2 separate regions of the Hordeum vulgare genome follow, and region 2 is linked to region 1. Evidence: chromatin contacts called from public Hi-C data. All regions are on one chromosome and are shown on one strand. Each heading gives the region's core, a stretch centred on a gene start, on an enhancer-like site or on the middle of the called end of the contact. The rest is flanking DNA. Distances are from core to core; before and after follow the strand shown.

Evidence for each region. Hi-C and Micro-C count contacts between places; a contact is called where the count stands out from the background.
Region 2: a contact with region 1 is called in a Hi-C map of seedling, with 4 times the contacts expected there. The contact joins the promoter of LOC123449983 here to the promoter of LOC123449981 in region 1. A contact is called at or near these places in 3 of 6 Hi-C or Micro-C datasets (leaf, seedling and an unstated tissue).

The regions. Positions count from the first base shown.
Region 1 is chr4H:603,698,850-603,705,263 of MorexV3_pseudomolecules_assembly, forward strand. It overlaps LOC123449981, which reads right to left and starts at 2,641. Exons shown (of 17, transcript XM_045127372.1): 1 at 2,314-2,641; 2 at 2,137-2,220; 3 at 1,628-1,701; 4 at 1,247-1,280; 5 at 1,114-1,172; 6 at 779-893; 7 at 648-685; 8 at 451-548; 9 at 273-328. The coding sequence starts at 2,466.
Region 2 is chr4H:603,892,892-603,899,305 of MorexV3_pseudomolecules_assembly, forward strand. It overlaps LOC123449983 (pre-mRNA-splicing factor ATP-dependent RNA helicase DEAH1-like), which reads left to right and starts at 3,255. Exons shown (of 27, transcript XM_045127375.1): 1 at 3,255-3,574; 2 at 3,676-3,806; 3 at 3,925-4,110; 4 at 4,189-4,272; 5 at 4,383-4,469; 6 at 5,331-5,364; 7 at 5,446-5,500; 8 at 6,391-6,414. The coding sequence starts at 3,475.

The DNA of each region.
Region 1 (6,414 bases), core at 1,391-3,890:
ATTAAGAAACACAAGAACTGAAGACTTGCGCCAGTTAGTATTCAATGTGCAGATCGAAGTCCTCTATATTATCCAATCCTACTGCTACGGCATCACCTACAGTTTCCTCTCAATAATATAAAATCCAAGAGGTATTTGAACACCATGCTGAAGGAGTTACAATGACAAAACAATATAGAGCTGAGGTATTTTCACAAATTCAATTTCACAGTGCAACCAATAAAGGTCGTTTTTCTGTTTTCAGGAGAAACATGTAAGACACAACAACATACCTCTATTATAATTGGCTTCCCATCTTTCATTGCTTTCTTCAAATCACCAGCCAAACCTAGTAAATGCAAACAGTACGCAAAAAAGAAAAAGAAATAAGTTCCTGCAGCTAATTATATCCAAAGCAAGCAGCTTCCATGTGCAATACAAAACCCTTTTTTCCACACAAAAAACACATACCTTTGCGAACAACTCTGCATTCTCTGCAAAATTCGGTGATAAGTTCTTCAGGTGAATTAAAATCCCGAGCCCACACAGGTACTGAAGTTAGCGGGGCACTGCATGTGTTCACAGATTACAAGTTTTGGAATGGGGAACCAAGGGAACAACAAACAACTCATATGGCAGAGAATAACTGAGACCAGGGAAAATCTCACTCTGTTGATGTCCGTAACAACTCATAGACCATGTCTGTCTACATGTTATAATCAGGAAATGAAGTCAAGGTGACAATGGTAGCAAACATAACTCATAAATATGGCACATACAATGGCAAGAGAAAATAAACCTGCAAGACATTTGGTAGGTTGAGCCTTTGAGCTAGCTGTGTAGCAATTGTTGATTTTCCAGTGCAAGCAGTTCCACACACCAAAATTACTAGTGGTACTCTTTGATGATGGAATCTGCAGTGAAGGACAGATAGAGCATAAACATGCTATCAAAATGCAACTTAAGTAAAACTTTTACAAAGTAGACTTGACACGAATACAACAACAATATAAGGTTAGCACCTTAAACTATGGAATTCATTCTTATTAATAAGGTACAATTGAAGAGAACTCCGAGGGAGCCTACTCTAGTGAGGTTCCAAACATTATATTATTCAAGATAGAGCTAACACACCTTGTCATCATCTTATACCGATTAATGTAGTCCTCTCCATACCCCCTTTTCTCCATTAGCTGTAAATAAACTAGTATTTTTAAGTTAACAAGACAACAAACATGTCTATTAAAATGAAGTTCAAGGTAGTCACCTTGAAAAGGTTGGCCTCTAAGTCACTCTGTGAACTGCACAAAACATTTGCAAGCATATAAGTCTAAAAATCAGGAATTGATGAATGATGACACACAAATTAGAATTCGAACAGTGAGCTATTCTAAAATAATATGTCAAACTGAGACAGGGACACCTATGCAGACGAAGACAATTAGTATAGCTTGATGAGCCTGATGCAAATTGTGCTGTAGATACACGATATGATTAACAAGAGAATTAAGAGGAAGAATTAGCAGACTGTTTGAATTCATGCATGACTAGGTACACCATAAAACAGAACCGAAGGAAAGAGCATGGTTACATCATAACAAATAGAGGACATAGAGGAAAAAATACAGTGAAGAGCGAACAAACGTACACATCAAGAAGGCTGTTGTCGACGAGCAACTTCTTGAGTTCAAGGGCAATCTTAATGGCGACGTGGTTCGGAATCTGAAGAAGGAGGCGCGAAAGATGAGCAGAGTTGTTAGCTTACATTTTGCACAGTCTTTTTGTTGGTACTTTGATATCGAAACTAGAACTGTAAGTTGTTGGAAGCACAGCGTATTTTTCACTGTTCGTTTGCATTCGATAATGGCAAGGGAAATAGCTTGGCATTTTTTTTTATTTTTTTTTTGTAGAAAAATAAATAACTTGGCATCGCCGGTAGTTGGTCTTAAAATCTCGAGTTCTTGGACCAAACTGGAGCAGCACAAGGCATAGAGACAGCTGACGGCTGTAAGTGGCTAGCTGAACGATCGATCTTTTTGACGTAATATGCAACTTGGAGTCCACACCGCGGATTAAACATCGGGGATATCAGTAAAAACAGAGACATGGCAATGATAACAACGATTAAGGTGATGGAGGGGGAGAGGACGGGTGGACCTTGGTGACGGTGAGCATCCTGCTGAGGAGGAACCTGGAGAGGACGTAGTAGTGGTCGGCGTTCTCCCCGAGCCAGACCTTGACCTGACGGCGCAATCACGGCAGAGAAATGAGCCGGGACGGCGGAGGGCGAGGAGGGATTCGGCCCGGGTGGGGGAGGCGGGGAGGGGGGCGGACCTTGACGAAGTCGTACTTGGAGGAGGCGTTGCGGGAGGGGAGCCTGGCGGCCGCGGCGGAGGAGGAGCCGCCCTCGCCGGCGGCGTGCTCCGGTGGCGGCGGCGGAGGGTCCGGATCCCCGGAGCCGGAGGCGGCCCCGGCCTGGTCCTGCATCGGGTGGGAGGCGCGACGGCGGCCTGATCGATCGGGACGGGGAAGTGCGTGGGCGGGTGGATGCTTCGCCCTCGCCGCCTGGCTTCTTCTCCGCTCGGCTGGAGAGAGAGAAGACGGTGGTGCGGTGGTCGGCGGGTGGCGTCGTCCGCACGCACGTCCGTTTTCTATTGCTTTGCAGAATCGGACACAATTCTTTTCTACTCTAAAAGAAAACTTCTCTTGGGCCAACTCCATCCACATTGGTTTTGTTCATATTATGTCCGTTTGGGCCAATGATGAATCGTGTCCGGACCATTTCTGGGATGCGGTGGTCGTGCGTCCAACGCGCGGACGCATCCTTGGCCGCATCCTGTCCGTCTCATTTTCAAACACAAGCATTCGAATAGCCACGGCCCATAGATCATGCAATGGGCCCTAGATCACGCCGGCAGCACAACCATCCTACATGTCCTTGTCGGCAACACAACGAGCGGCCAGCAACACAGCCGGCCTCCAAAAGAATAGGTTTTTCATCGACAACTCAGCCAGCGGCCGGCTCACCACGGCGATCTGACGCCCTAGTTCAGGCCATCGGCGTCGAACATCTCTTTCTGTCGGGTCACGAACCAGCTCCTTGTCTTCCCGTTCATCTTGCTCAAGTCCACGCTCATAATCGCCAGCGCCACCTCCTTTGCTTTGGTTGCGGCATTGGCGGCCTCGATGTCGAGCTGCCTCTGTTTGGCCGCGGCATTGGGGCCTCGATGTCGAGCTGCCTCTGCCTGGCCGCCTTCTCGATGTCAAGATGGTGACCTAAGGTTTATCAATTCGTGCGAGGCGTAGGATGAAGATGGTCTCTCTCAAGCAACCCTGCAACCAAATAACAAAGAGTCTCTTGTGTCCCCAACAAACCCAATACAATGGTAAGTTGTATAGGTGAACTAGTTCGGCGAAGAGATGGTGATACAAGTGCAATATGGATAGTAGATATAGGTTTTTGTAATATGAAAATATAAAAACAGCAAGGTAATTAATAATAAAATTGAGCACGAACGGTATTGCAATGCGTGGAAACAAGGCCTAGGGTTCATACTTTCACTAGTGAAGTTCTCTCAACAACGATAACATAATTGGATCATATAACTAGCACTCAACATGCAACAAAGAGTCACTCCAAAGTCACTAATAGCGAAGAACAAACGAAGATTATTGTCGGGTACGAAACCACCACAAAGTCATTCTTTCTGATCAATCTATTCAAGAGACCGTAGTAAAATTACACGAAGCTATTCTTTCAGTTCGATCCATCATAGAGTTCGTACTAGAATAACACCTTAAGACACATATCAACCAAGACCCTAATGTTACCTAGATACTCCACTGTCACCTCAAGTATCCGTGGGCATGATTATACGATATGCATCACACAATCTCAGAATCATCTATTCAACCAACACATAGAACTTCAAAGAGTGCCCCGAAGTTTCTACCGGAGAGTCAAAACGTGTGCCAACCCATATGCATAGGTTCCCGAGGTCACGAAACCCGTAAGTTGATCACCAAAACATACATCAAGTACTCACATGAATATCCCATTGTCACCACAGATATACACGTGCAAGACATACATCAAGTGTTCTTAAAGACTCAATCTGATAAGATAACTTCAAAAGGGAAACTCAATTCATTACAGGAAGGGAGAGGGGGAAGAACATCATAAGATCCAACTATAGTAGCAAAGTCCGCGGTACATCGAGATCAAGACATCTCAAGAGCACGAGAGAGAGAGATCAAACACATAGCTACTGGTACATTGTTGGGGAACGTCGCATGGGAAACAAAAATTTTCCTACGCGCACGAAGACCTATCATGGTGATGTCCATCTACGAGAGGGGATTTCCGATCTACGTACCCTTGTAGATCGCACAGCAGAAGCGTTAGTGAACGCGGTTGATGTAGTGGAACATCCTCACGTCCCTCGATCCGCCCCGCGAACCGTCCCACGAACCGTCCCGCGGTCCGTCCCGCGATCTAGTGCCGAACGGACGGCACCTCCGCGTTCAGCACACGTACAGCTCGACGATGATCTCGGCCTTCTTGATCCAGCAAGAGAGACGGGGAGGTAGATGAGTTCTCCAGCAGCGTGACGGCGCTCCGGAGGTTGGTGATGATCTAATCTCAGCAGGGCTCCGCCCGAGCTCCGCATAAACGCGATCTAGAGGTAAAACCGTGGAGGTATGTAGTCGGGCTGCCTTGAAAAGTTGTCTCAAATCAGCCCTAATTGCTCCATATATATAGGAGGAGGGAGGGGAGTCTTACCTTGAGGCTCAAGGAGCACCAAGGGCTGCGCACCAAGGGAAGGAGGAGTCCTCCTCCAGTCCTAGTCCAACTAGGATTGGAAGGTGGAGTCCTTCTCTCTTTTCCCACCTTTCCTTTTTTTTCTTTCTCTTCTTTTGGTTTTTCTTTCTCTTGCGCAAGGCAGCCTTGGGCTGACCCCACCTACTTGGTGCGCCACCCCCAAGGTCCTTGGGCCCTCCCGGGTGGGTGGTCCCCCCTCCCGGTGAAGATCCGGAACCCATTCGTCATTCCCGGTACATTACCGGTAATGCCCGAAAACCTTCCGGTAACCAAATGAAGTCATCCTATATATCAATCTTTGTTTCCGGACCATTCCGGAAACCCTCGTCACGTCCGTGATCTCATCCGGGACTCCGAACAACATTCGGTAACCAACCATATAACTCAAATACGCATAAAACAACGTCGAACCTTAAGTGTGCAGACCCTGCGGGTTCGAGAACTATGTAGACATGACCCGAGTGACTCCTCGGTCAATATCCAATAGCGGGACCTCGATGCCCAGATTGGATCCTACATATTCTACGAAGATCTTATCGTTTGAACCTCAGTGCCAAGGATTCATATAATCCCGTATGTCACTCCCTTTGTCCTTCGGTATGTTACTTGCCCGAGATTCGATCGTCAGTATCCGCATACCTATTTCAATCTCGTTTACCAGCAAGTCTCTTTACTCGTTCCGTAATACAAAATCCCGCAACTTACACTAAGTCACATCGCTTGCAAGGCTTGTGTGTGATGTTGTATTACCGAGTGGGCCCCGAGATACCTCTCCGTCACACGAAGTGACAAATCCCAGTCTCGATCCATACTAACTCAACGAACACCTTCGGAGATACCTGTAGAGCATCTTTATAGTCAACCAGTTACGTTGCGACGTTTGATACACACGAAGCATTCCTCCGGTGTTAGTGAGTTATATGATCTCATGGTCATAGGAACAAATACTTGACACGTAGAAAACAGTAGCAACAAAATGACACGATCAACATGCTATGTCTATTAGTTTGGGTCTAGTCCATCACATGATTCTCCTAATGATGTGATCCCGTTATCAAGTGACAACACTTGCCTATGGTCAGGAAACCTTGACCATCTTTGATCAATGAGCTAGTCAACTAGAGGCTTACTAGGGACAGTGTTTTGTCTATGTATCCACACATGCACTGTGTTTCCAATCAATACAATTATAGCATGGATAATAAACGATTATCATGAACAAAGAAATATAATAATAACTAATTTATTATTGCCTCTACGGCATATTTCCAACAGTCTCCCACTTGCACTAGAGTCAATAATCTAGTTCACATCACCATGTGATTCCAACGAATCCAACACCCATATAGTTCTGGGGTCTGATCACGTCTTGCTCGTGAGAGAGGTTTTAGTCAACGGTTCTGAAACTTTCAGATCTGTGCATTCTTTACAAATCTTTATGTCATCTTATAGATGCTGCTACTACGTGCTATTCGGAAATGCTCCAAATATCTACTCTACTATACGAATCCGTTTCACTACTCATAGTTATTCGGATTAGTGTCAAAGCTTGCATCGACGTAACCCTTTACGACGAACTCTTTGACCACCTCCATAATCGAGAAAAATTGCTT
Region 2 (6,414 bases), core at 2,005-4,504, 190 kb after region 1:
GCATAAAAAAGCACATTAGAAGCTTGAGCATTGAGATAAGAGTTTTTCTCATCCTCTAAAGATATATTTTGAGAATCCTTTGGAGGAGAAAAAACCCATATCTACAATTCGCTCCAAATTTGGGTCCAAGACCCGAAAGTGATTAAGCATGCGAATTACCCAAACATCAAAATTTGTGCCATCGAAACTAAGAGTGTCAGTGAATCCTAAACCCCTAGTCGACATCCTTACTCTCTAGGTGGTTAAACCTAATAAAGAGAGACCTAGCTCTGATACCAATTGAAAGGACGTGGATGTCGCCTAGATGGGGGGTGAATAGGCGCTTTAAAATAATTAAGGTTTAGGCTTGAACAAATGCGGAATAAAACTAATGTTTAATATGTCAAGCACAAAACCTCAAACAACTAGGCTCACCTATGTGCACCAACAACTTATGCTAAGCAAGATAAACAACTAAGTGATAGCAAGATATATGACAAGAGACAATATGGCTATCACAAAGTAAAGTGCATAAGTAAAGGGTTCGGGTAAGAGATAATCGAGGTACGCGGAGACGATGATGTATCCCGAAGTGCACACCCTTGCGGATGCTAATCTCAGTTGGAGCGGCGTGGAGGCACAATGCTCCCTAAGATGCCACTAAGGCCACCGTAATCTCTTCACGCCCTCGCACAATGCAAGATGCCGTGATTCCACTAAGGAACCCTTGAGGGCGGTCACCGAACCCGTACAAATGGCAAACCTTGGGGGCGGTCACCGAACCCGTACACGTGGCAACCCTTGGGGGCGGTTACCGGTACCCTTACAAATTGCTCGGGGCAATCTCCACAACCTAATTGGAGACCCCGACGCTTGCCCGGAGCTTCACACCACAATGATTGAGCTCCGAGACAGCCCCAAGCTTCAAGGACGCCAAAGCATCCACGAAGAACAATATCTAGGGTACTAAGTACCAAAGGTAACGAGCTTCTCAAACTTCACTTCCACGTATCACCGTGGAGAACTCAAACCGATGCAACCAATGCAATGGCAAGAACACACGAAGTGGTCAAGTCCCTCACACTCAAATCCCTCCACAACAACGAAAGCTATGGAGAAATATGAGAGGAAGAACAAGGAGCTCACAAAGAACTCCAAGATCAAGATCCAAGGGGTTCCCCTCACATAGAGGAGAAAGTGATCGGTGGAGATGTGGATCTAGATATCCTCTCTCTTTTCCCTCAAGAACAAGCAAGAATCATTGGAGGGATTGAGAGTAAGCAAGCTCTAAGAATGTCAACAATGGAGGTAGAACAAGAGCTCAACGGATGGATAAGACCAAGGAGGAAGAAGACCCCCTTTATATAGTGGGGGAAGGAATCAGACCGTTACCCCCACTTACAGCCCGAGCCCAACGGTACTACCGCTGGCTCCAGCGGTACTACCGCTGACCGTCCGGCGGTACTACCGCTGGCTGCAGCGGTACTACCGCTGACCCTCCGGCGGTTCTACCGCTGGCTGCAGCGGTACTACCGCTGACCCTCCGGCGGTACTACCGCTGAGCCCATGGTAGCGCAAAGATACTACCGGGCCAACCACCGCCAAGAAAGTCTTCGCAAAAATGTCCGACGCAGTACAACCGCAAAGATGACGGTACTAAAATCTTGGAGCGGTACTACCGCTGACCAGGGGCGGTACTACCGCTGGGACAGTGGTACTACCGCCAGCTCTAGCGGTACTACCGATAGGTCCAGCGGTACTACCGCTCGCCACTGAAACAACCATAACTTTCGCATACGAGCTCCGAATCGAGCAAACCCAAGCTTGTTGGATTCAGGACGACAAGAGCTATCCAAACAGTGATAAGACCATACAGATATGAAAATGACAATGATATAGAGATGTGAGTCCTCTATGAATGAAGAACCGATAAAAACTCCAACATCGAAAACATCATAGTAGATGCATATGGACTCCGTTTTTGATGAACTCGAGCTTGTCACGAAGATGACCATAAGCTCTAAAACTCACAAATAGAAACAACAAACAAGAACCAAGAAGTATGATGCAAGGATGCAAATGGTTTGAGCTCTCAACGAACGATACGATCAAGCTACTCACTTGAGAGCCCCCCTTGATAGTACAACAATCTATCCTAAACAGAAAACCTATCAAGGGAAAACCTATACCTTGCACCTCGTCCTCTTGAGCTAGATGATGATGATATTGGCTTCCTCAAGATGGACCACCTTTCTTGATTGCGTTGGCTTGATGAAGACTAGTTGATTGCTCCCCCTTACTTACTATGGGTGAGCCACTCTTCAGCATATCTTCACAAGTCCATTGCCACCACAATGGACGGCAAGCTTCAAGCACGATATATTCGTGCTGATCCTCTTGAACTTGCACACCGCAATCTTGATGACGATCACCACTTGACGTCATCCTTCATGGGTTGTATGAGATCTTCCTCTAAACGCAAGCCCATGGAAGCACACCTAACCCCCACATAGAACTCTCACAAAGACCATGGGTTAGTGCACAAATACGTACTGGACAATGCTTACCATACCATGGGATCACTTGATCCCTCTCGGTACATCTTGTACGCTTTGTGTGTTGATCATCTTGATTTACTCTTTGTCTGACGATCTTTATCAACCTTGTGTCTCTATGACCATTCTTTGGATAATACCTTGAATACCACCTTGGTCATCATATAAACTCCCTGAACCCAACAGATGGACTTCAAGAAGTGCCTATGGACAAATCCTATAAATATAACTTAAGACAACCATTAGTCCATAGGAATTGTCATCAATTACCAAAACCACATATGGAGATATATGCTCTAACAGTAGTCTTCTCCGTCTAATGATCGCACCAACCTATCAACTATCATGGTTATATTTTCCTAAAAAACATGTAGTAAATGCAAATTTGAAAATTTATTCTTTTATCAACGCACATGGATTATCATGCCTTCATTCATATGCACCAAAAATCCAAACTTTTAGGTTCTTTTTAGTTTGTATTCTATATTATTTTAGTGTACGTCTTAAATTTCAGGGAAGGATCATTTACATTGTTTATTTCAAAAAATGGTACATCATACTTATTTCCCGTTGCAACGGAAGGACATTTGTGCTAGTGTTATCAAATTTGGGCAAGCTAGCTCTGGTGGCCTTTGGATTCAGATCCAACGGCTGTGTAGCTCCTGGACCTGGAGCACCGTCATGGCCCGCTCAATCTCTCTCCCGTGTCCCGTGCGACGCACCAGCACGACTCCTCCTCTCTAGCTAGGGTTCCCGGACGCGCCGCCGGCCACGCCCCCCGCACCTCTCCGGTCGCCGGAATCCGCCGCCCCTCCTCCCCGACGTCCAGACCATCCAGGCCGGGCGCCGCCGCACTCCCTCTGCCCCGGGCGCCTCCGCCTATCCTACAGTCACTTCCTCCGCCTCCGCCCCCACTTCAACCCCCAACCCCTCCGCGGTGATGGCGAGCGACAAGCAGCTCAGGGACTGGGTCTCGGACAAGCTCATGTCTATCCAGGGTTTCTCGACGAGCGTCCTCGTGCACTACGTCATCGGTCTAGGTACAGCCGGTTTTACTCTGCTTTGCCGCGGGGCTCCTTCGGTTTCTTCTTCTCTGATGATGATGATCCTAATCTGGGTCCGCAAATCTGTCCGTGCTCAGCCAAGGACTGCTCTTCCGCCGGCGATCTCGTGGGGAAGCTCGTCGACTACGGCTTCTCCTCGTCCGCCGAGACGACCAGCTTCGCCGCCGACATCTACGCCAAGGTCCCCCGCAAGGGCAAGAGCATCAGTGTAAGATTTGGTCCACCTCCTCTGCTGACCAATCCCTTTGTGTCGACAACTGTGTTGCGGCTTTGTCTTCGATGATTTTAATGCTATGCATATATATGCTTTTCCTTTCTTGCCGCAGAATTACCAGAAACAGGAAAGGGATGCAGCAAAGCTTGTCAAGAAACAAAGCACCTACAAGCTGTTGGCCGATGAGGATGATGATGAGATTGACAACCACACGACGAGCTCGGCGAGCGCATCCTCTAAGAGCAGGAAGCATTTTAGGAGGAAGACTCAAGACCAAGACGATGGGAAGGATGATGATGTGAGACGGCGTGGTAGCCACCCTTTTATCGTGTCGCTTTCACATGCCGTGATTCAAATTGATAATGTCGCGTTGCAGGAAACAGCAGCGCATATTTCTGAGAGGAGTGTACGAAGGAGAACAGAAGAAGTGGATGATGAAGACGGCAACGACACTCTGGATGTATGCCCTTCTTTCGAGGAATCTGTTTTTGTTGTGTATATAAAAAAAATGTACGGAATGGTCAATTAAAATGTGCTTTTGAATCCATTATAGCATGTGATGCCTTGTAGGAAGAACAAGAAATTTTAAGGGATCAGCAGGAAAGGGCACAGCTAGAGAAGAACATGAGAGAAAGAGATGCAGTGCACACTCGAAAGGTGATTGTCTTGCAAGCTGATATTCATTTCGTCTCTATGTTTGCTATCACTTAATTTATTCCCAATGAGAGGAACCTCCTTTTTTCTAACAACTAAATAATACATCAAGTTATAACCAACTCCTACTGTTCCTGGTTGACTTTGAAGTATTCTGCTGGCACATGTTCTTCATATGAAATGGAGTGCTGAACAAAAATATAGTTGGTGAATGGCTTCTCCTTTTTGTGTTTGATGCCATTTTTTTGTTTTGTAAAACAAGTCATTTCGTTCTGAAGGAATCTTAAATGATTTGTGGCTTGTTATATATTCACTACGAGAGAAGATCTGATTGTAGTGACATGTTTGTTAGAGTACATCTTAGAGTTACTTTCTTAAAACTACAAAATTCTTCTCAAACTATCAATCAAGTAACTACATTTTAAAGGAGTAGTTTTACACTTTCACAAAGTCACACTTCTCCATATTATCGATTCATAAAAGTATAAAACCACACTTCTATGAACTGAAAATTGCGACCGCACTGGTTAATTACACTGATGAAATTTTGTTGCCGATTTTATTTTCTGAAATGGTTACAAAGGAATTGTGTCATTGATCGGTGAGCCATGACTCACGTCCTCAGAAGTACGGTTTTTGGAATGTTGATACCTAAGAAGTGTAGTTCTTTGAGTTGACCTGCATGCCAATATACGTAGATTAGCACCTCTTTGGTAGTATTTCCTTGCATCACCTACCTACTTTATATATCTAGCACATAGCATGTTTCTAAACTCCAGCAAATCATGTCTTCTAGTTGTACTATGTTTTTAAATCTTGTTATAGTTATTTGAGCTGATGTTATTGAATGATTTCCGTCTACAGTTGATGGAGCGACAGTTATCTAAGGAAGAACAAGGTATGCCTACCTGAACATGTATACTCTACTAATTTGGTTCATTATTATCATTGTAATTTATTCATTGGAGATTGTTGACAGAGGAGCTTACCAGAAGATCACAAGCATTGGAAAAGAATGACACTTCAGATCTGAGGTTATTCCTGTTGCAGTTGGTTGTTGTACTTTTTTAATTATAATTTCTTTTACTTCTGTCGATGTACGTAGGAAATTAGTTTTATTTGCCCCATGATACTGATGAAAAACCATTTTCCCAAGATACTGGTGAAAAACCTGGCCACTTCAAACAGTACCATATCCAGTCATTATCCAAGAGGAAAACTGAGGGAAAAAAGTAGAAAGAAAGCAACCATCATGTATATATCTGCATGAACTTGTTGCTAGCTTGTCGAACTGAGCACCCTGGACTGTTGGTTTTCCATTGTTGTACTGTAGGTTTGTGCTAAATACTGTACTCACATCTGAACATTTGAAGAAGTCGTACGTGGAAACAATTTTATTCTTGACTACAGTAATGTTTTCGGCTATGACTAGAGTAGCAGAATAGTAACTGAATAAACACCCTTGTGATGTATAGGTAAAGTTTATATAGAGTTCAACACATTTATCTGTTACTTGTAGAATTTATTTTGGAATGAATTGACGGTGTACATAGAAGGCGGACCGTGCTTTTCCTTGAAAATTGAATTGCATTTACATGTACCATTTTGGTGCTAATGTATGCAAATGACAACGGCGCTGCTTATTTTGGATGATTATACCCTGCTGGGAAAGGTTTTTTGCAGCTGACCACATTTTTCTCTTGCATATTTTAAGCTTTTATCTTGAACGCAAGTGGGTGACATTACAGAAAAGAGAACATATAATATAAAGATAAAATTCAATGAAATGTCAAGCCTTTTGCTTGCATTTAGTAGTTTGTTACTTTGAGTCATCTTATTGGATGTAGGAAAATCAAGCTGTTTTATTGGAAAGATCTGTCAGGAGTTCTGGAATATTAACTTTCCTTTCAATGCAAATGTGCAGAGATTTTTCAAGGCAAGCGTACTT